Linked DNA regions of Mus musculus: region 1 is linked to region 2. A link is a contact called in public Hi-C data. All regions are on one chromosome and are shown on one strand. The core of a region is the stretch at or near the end of the contact, and the rest is flanking DNA. Distances in the headings are between cores, read along the strand shown. Region 1 overlaps Ncam1 (neural cell adhesion molecule 1). Region 2 overlaps Ncam1 (neural cell adhesion molecule 1).

Region 1 (3,269 bases), core at 372-2,871, 100 kb after region 2:
TAGGCATATTATTTCTATGTAAATCTGAGATGTATAATTAGACAAACTGGCAACATTTACATACATGATGAGGTGTCTACAGCTCTGGAGATGAACATTCACATCAGGTCTCATAGAATTTGTGAAACCCGGCAACCACATCCCAAGAAATAAATAGCCATTTCTCCCAAGGATAGCCAGAGCTAACACATGAAGCCTGATTTTAAACAGGAAACCCATTTCTACTACTCAGGGAAGCAGTCTCATAGCAACCAGCACAGGCAGGTAGGACAAGAGGTGTTCCCTCATCATCTTTATCATATCTTAAAGTCTGTGGCTAATTTCAACTCTATGGGGCCAAACATTAATATCTGTGCTCGTGTGTGCGTGTATGTATGCATGTGTGTGTGTGAATGTGTATGTTCACATACACACCCGTATGAATAAGTGTGTAAAAGCCAGAGGTTTACATGTGTATGATTTGTACATGGCTGAAGCAATTAAAAAGCAAAACAGTTGCATTAATTGCTCAAAGTGACACCCAGAGAAAACCAAGAGCCCTGGCCTGGAAATTCTCATTGTTTTGATCTTATCTGACACTAAGGCCTCCTGGGATAAAGTCTTAGCCTAGTTTCAGGCTAAAATTGCCCAAACAGTAATAAAACAATAATCAAAATCAAACAATAGCAGTTACACACTTGCTCTGATAAAGGAACCTCTTGCTCACGAGAACCCTGTCCTCTTCCGATCACTCTTCCATCTTATCTACTGACGGAGGGGGGGTCTCCATCAAGATCTTGCTGGTACAGCTACATACTGAGAGTGTTTCCACACCAGATACAGAGCAGGGTCTATCATGTCTACCTGGAGTTTAATGATTCTTTTAGACTGGGTAGCTATCAAGTCCAAGGGATTGTCTCATCTCTTTCCCTAGTATTGGGATCCTAGGTTCAAGCTGTCTTGCCTAGGTTTTTACAGGTTTCCCAAACCCGAATAGTTTTGGAGATACTGAAGTCCTGTTTCCTCCCAATGCTGGCTAGAGTTTTCTTCAGCATGGTGTTTCCAAATATTTGGTCACCAAAGCAGTTGCTCATTCTAATCAATACCAGTCTGCTAAGCCTGATAAAGAGGGATACAGAATAAGACACAATTCTTGCCGAGGCTGTAGTAGGCAAAGAAAATGATCATAAAGTTATCACAATGTAAAAACAGAGTAGGATAAATCCGGGGCAGGCAGGCAAAGGTCTGTGAGCTCCCAGAGCTGAGAACATCCTTTCAGCTTCAAGCAGAGAAGACAGACCCAGGGGTTCTTCTTGAGGCAAGGTTAGCCTGAGGCAGAGGGAGGGTGATGGGAGAGACTCTGTGTAGAGAACACTGCCTTAAAAGGGCAAAGAGACAGGAAAGTGAGAAAGCGGTGGGCTTGTTGAAGGAATGGTGAGTCGCACATCTTGGCTGGAACACTGATTTAGGGATTAGGCAGAGATCATTTGAACAGTATGTTGGAACTGGGTCACCGAGAGTGTCTCCACACCAGACAAAGAGACCTGGGCTGTCGTGGGCATGCTGGGGAGAATCCATGAGGACTGCAGATGGTGGGAATAACAAGATGTAGTGTGGGACAAAGCCAAGATCCTTGGCTGGGTCTCAGGAAAGCAGAGTTGTGGGTGGTGCCCACACCCGCTGGTGAGCCAGTCATCCTCTGGGACTATGCTTTAGAATGGTCTCTTTTCTTGGAGGTGACCTGGCTCAGACAAGCTCTCAAACCCCCACACTCTAAGAAGGTTGAGCCTTTGGAGGAGAGCTGTATTTGGGGGAGACTTGTCTTGCATTAGTGGAGCCAGAGGCTGGAAGGCTGGGGGACCGGAACAGGGACAAGAGAGACAAGTATGAGGGCATGTCAGAAGAACTAACGGAGTGGTGTAGAAACTCTGGGAATGCTGGAAAATGGGAATATAAAGAGGACTCTTTGAAAGCAGTCAAAGATAACTGCAAAGTTTAGAGTCTGCTTTGGTGTGTTGATTGAATAGAAAGGAATCAAAGGTGGTCTGGGTGCAGGAGAAAAATACTTCACTCTTAAGTCAACCCAGGTCCAGAGATTCTTGGAATACATTCCTTCCATGTAACAGACTCTGGGCTGGACAGGGGTCCCAGAGACAACAAGGTCAGGGTCCCTGTGGACAAGAGGTTCCTTTATCAGAACAAGCATGTAACTGATATTGTTTGATTTTGATTGATATTTTATTACCATTTGGGAAATTTTAGCCTGAGACTAGGCAAAGACCATATCCCAGGCAGCCTAGTATCAGATAAGATCAAAGCAATGAAAATTCCCAGGCCAGGGTTCTTGGTTCTTTCTGGGTGTCACTTTGAGCAATTCATGCATCTGTTTTGCCTTTTAATTGCCTCATCCTTAAAGCAGGCTGAGCTTTTTTTTTTTTCTCAAGAAATTATGATGAAAACTCAATAAGCTCGTTTCTGTGGGAATACTCTGAATCAGAAACACTTGGTGTATGTCAGCGATGCATCTGAGAATCCCAAAGCCACAGTCAGGACACTGTTGACAAGCCAACAAAATGAACCCCTCTAAGTCTGGCTTAGTGAGCCAGTGAGTTTACTGGGCTTAGTTACAGCGGTGGGCTGAGGCTTGTTTGTAGGAATATGTAGCTCAGGCTGGCCTCTAATTCCCTATGACCTCATCTTCCTGCTCCAGTTCCCAAGAGATAGGATTACAGACCTGAGCCACCATGTCTGTCTAAAATAATAATTTTAATGCCATATTCTTTTAAAACAATAGAAGTAAGTCCCAGGTGGTATGAAAGGGGTAGGGGAATAATGGAGGGGGGTTAAATAGTGAGGGGGATGAGGGAGAGTGGAGGAGAGACTGAGATAATGCATAACAATAAGGAGGTGTGAAAAAACTGTGTGGGAACCTGCTATTTCACAAGCTCATTAAAATATAACAAAAATAGTGTGAACAGAGGCACCCTACATGAGACTGATAATACTCCTACCAGAATCCATAGCTTATTAAACAAAAATCCCAGCTCCAGGTGTGTGATACCTCCATTTGAATTGTGGGCCAGAGAGTCCCCAGAGACCCTCAGAACAATACACTCTATTGCTCTTGTTCTTGATTGACTATCAAAACTTTTTAGTAAGACCCTATCGACGAAGGCACTACATACTTTCATAACAAGATTTACAGACATCAAATTGGTAGTTACAGTGGAAGCTTCCTCCCTGGTGACTAGCTTTGCTAGTAATAGAAGGTACTATATGGGCTGCTGGAG
Region 2 (3,224 bases), core at 642-3,141:
TATTTAATTAACAATCAAATTCTAAGAAGCCTCTTAAGGTTGTATTCTCACCTCCTTTGAATCACGGAGAAGAGTGGGGTTCAGTGTGGCTACACAACTTTCTTTAGGTTACTTGCCTAGCGAGCAGGGGTAGACACAGACCTCAAACCCAGACCTGATTGTCAAAGATAGCTCTTTTTGACCCTTTTTGCTCCTTCTTTTCCCACTGACATCACAGACACCTATACCCAGAAGACAGGCTCCTAAATTTACTCCTCTAGCCCAGGCCTGTCTTCTTAGACTCACAGACAGATGACCTCTTCAATTTTCATCTGAAAGCCTCTGCCTTTTGCAAAACTCATCCTTGTATTTCCCATTCAAGCCTGTTCTCTCATTCATACTCAAGGGGGCGCCATCTCATCATCTGCTCACATAGCAAATGCTTTTCTACCTCAAGTAACTCGGAGTTACCAGTTGTTCCGCTTCACTATCTGTGCCTTTCCTCAGAACTTCATCAGTGGAACTGTCCCAGCTCAGGCTTGGGCAGTTCTCACCTGGACCAGTGGCTATTTAATGTGTCTGGTTTCTTTGCTCTGGGTCAAGTCTCAGGGACTCATTCTTCTACTGATATCAAGGCCATCTGTATACTGTGCAGGTATCATGATGCCATTTGGGGGGGGGGGGGGTTGAGGTGGCTTGGTCTCCCACCTAACAAGATGCTTGAGTCAAAGCTCCCAATGTAAGATGTAAAGATGTCTCTGGGTTTCATTGAAGCTATGTCCCATATCTTCCCTGCAGTCTGTTCCTTGAGCATGCTCCCTGTCCTAGGCATGCTGTGCTGCCTGCGGTTCAAGGCACTTCACACCTGTCCTCTCTCTTTCCTCTGCTGGAAGGAACACTTTCTTGATGGCAGCCCTCTCTAGGAAGTCCTACATAAAGCCTGGTCTTTTCAATTAAGTCTTCCCTGATTCTTAACACTCTTCCCACAAGCTCCTGCTGTGCATTAGCGCTTCCCTAATGTCACATGGTGCATCTTTACTTGTCACTTTGACTATCTTCCTGCCCCATTACTTGCCTGTCTGCTTACACATTGCCCTTCACATTTTTTAAAAGAGGGACCAAAGGTTTTATATATGCATATATGTACTTGTACAGGTACATACACACACACATACACATATGTTTATATATGTGCATATATATACAAATATATGTGACAATATAATAGTGACTATACAGTAGTTTTGCTTTTGGAATTTGTATATGTTTTTATCATTGTGTACATGTCTGCATCCATGTGCTCATTTATAGATGGCTGCACTCACCATATTGACTTTGGGTATCTTCCTCTACCTCTGTCCACTTATTTTTTTGAGACAGGGTTTCTCACCGAGCCTGGAGCCTGTCTTGTTGTTTGGCTAGACTAGCTGACCAGCAGGTCCCCAGGATCCATCTGTCTCTGTCATACCCAGAGTTGAGTTACAGGCATATGCCAGCATGCCTGTCTTTTACACGGGTGCTGAGATCAGAAACCAGGACTCAGTGCTTGTGTGGGTAGCTCTTTACCTACTTAGCCATCTCCCAGCCTCAATAGTTTTGTTGGCTGGACCACTAAATAATATTTAAAATTCTCTATGATTATCTACTGGTGCCACTTTCATGAAGAGCATGAACAATGGCAAAGTCGCCCTGGCTAAGGATGGGCCTGGTATGCACAGCGCAGAAAGCATGCAGAGGTAATGCCTGCCTGCCTGCCAAGGCAAAGGGATCTGAAGGAGAACATGTTGGAAATATGCATTTTTCAGCACTGCACCAATATTTTTAGAACACATTACCCTGACTCCTTTCACATGTTGGCTTGGAGACGAGAAGTTGCCAGGCCATGTGTGACAGTTGCTGTCTCCGTTTGCTATAAAAAGAAAGGGAGCCGGCATGTTTCAAGCAGAGGAGCTCAAACGCGGAGTTGTGGAAATGTGCCATGGCCCCAGCAAGGTTCTACAGCTTTTACACTTGAGTACCATGTGCAAAGACAGGGCCTCACCACCAGGACCTCCACATGTGGTGTGTCAAAGTTGCAAAGCCTGAGCTCTGACCTTAAGGGTTGAAAACAAATATTCATTTGTTTAGGGCTCATTGGTCGTGTTACCAAGCTAACAAGCTCCAGGCTCAGTGAGAGACGGTTTTAAAATATATGGTTGAAAGAAGCAGAGGAGGATGCCTGAAATCTATCTCTGGCTCCAGCTAGACTCACACAAGTGATGTGTTCTTCCAACTCACTGTGAGCTTAAGTTTAGGGCGCTTCTCAAATATTTTTAGCTTTCTTTAGAACCCACTCCCCCTCTCCAATTAGATGAACCAGTTCTAAGGTCACTGGCTATCTGAAGGCAATGTGTAGAGGGGTGTTTTCTTGCGATTACAGTCCGTGGAGTGGTCCCTAGACCTCCTCCATCCTTGAGGCCTGTCATCCTGCTGGGGGTTCCTTTTGGTATATCCTTGACAACCACACCTGCCTTCTATCCTTCCTGGTGTCTTGAATGAGAATGGCCCTTATAGCCTCATTAAGTTTGAATGCTTATTCCCCCTTCCCATACGCCCACCTATGGTGGAACTGTTTGGGAAGGATTAGGAGGTGTGGCCTTGTTGGAGGGAGGTGTGTCACTGGGGGTGGGCTTTAAGGGTTCAAAAGCCCATGTCATTCCCAGTTATCTTTGTCTCTTTCTATCTCCTGTTTGTGGATCAATATTAGCTCTCAGCTACTGCTCCAGTACCATGTCTGTGGGCTACCATGTTCCCCACTGTGATGGTCATAGACTCATCCTCTGTAACTGTGAGCTCAATCAAATGTTTTCTCTTAATGTTGCCTTGGTCATGGTGCCTTATCATAGTGTTCAAGGCATGTCTTAATCGAGCTACCAAATCCAGAGAGGCTGAGGACCAGGGAGTTGCTCAGTGGGGTCCTCAATGAGTGTTTGTTGCACTTGAAGCAAGAGGACACACTACTGGTTTGTGACAGGGTCCAAGCTGAGAAACCACTACTAAGGTTTGGCTGGCCAGTGTCATCCTGCAGCCCCTGCTCTGTAGGAAGAGCTTCAGGGAACACTGACAGAGGATGTGGGAGATTAGGATGAGAGAGGGGTAGGATGTCTTTCCTCAAGCTCAAGGGTGGAGTGTGGGATCTCAGAAAACATGCGCTAACTAGGCAACTTTATGGCTTGTTCTATAGAATGGCAAGCCTCCTTTAAAAA

The links. Hi-C and Micro-C count contacts between places; a contact is called where the count stands out from the background.
Region 1: a contact with region 2 is called in a Hi-C map of cerebral cortex, with 2.0 times the contacts expected there. The contact joins two enhancer-like sites. A contact is called at or near these places in 5 of 484 Hi-C or Micro-C datasets (cerebral cortex, cortical neurons, forebrain and 1 more) and 1 of 115 datasets of contacts at active chromatin or transcription factors (neural progenitor cells).

Annotation. Positions count from the first base shown.
Region 1 is chr9:49,721,485-49,724,753 of GRCm38.p6, forward strand. The region is part of intron 1 of Ncam1 (neural cell adhesion molecule 1); the gene reads right to left. Among named protein-coding and RNA genes, the nearest start is that of Ncam1, 76 kb to the right of the region's middle. Within about 2 kb of position 1,622, at least 30 of the 459 cell types and tissues checked have an H3K27ac peak or open chromatin away from gene starts, as enhancers often do. A contact at or near this core is called in cerebral cortex and forebrain, where this site is marked.
Region 2 is chr9:49,617,015-49,620,238 of GRCm38.p6, forward strand. All of the region lies in intron 1 of Ncam1 (neural cell adhesion molecule 1), which reads right to left. Among named protein-coding and RNA genes, the nearest start is that of Gm11149, 100 kb to the left of the region's middle. Within about 2 kb of position 1,892, at least 14 of the 459 cell types and tissues checked have an H3K27ac peak or open chromatin away from gene starts, as enhancers often do. A contact at or near this core is called in cerebral cortex and forebrain, where this site is marked.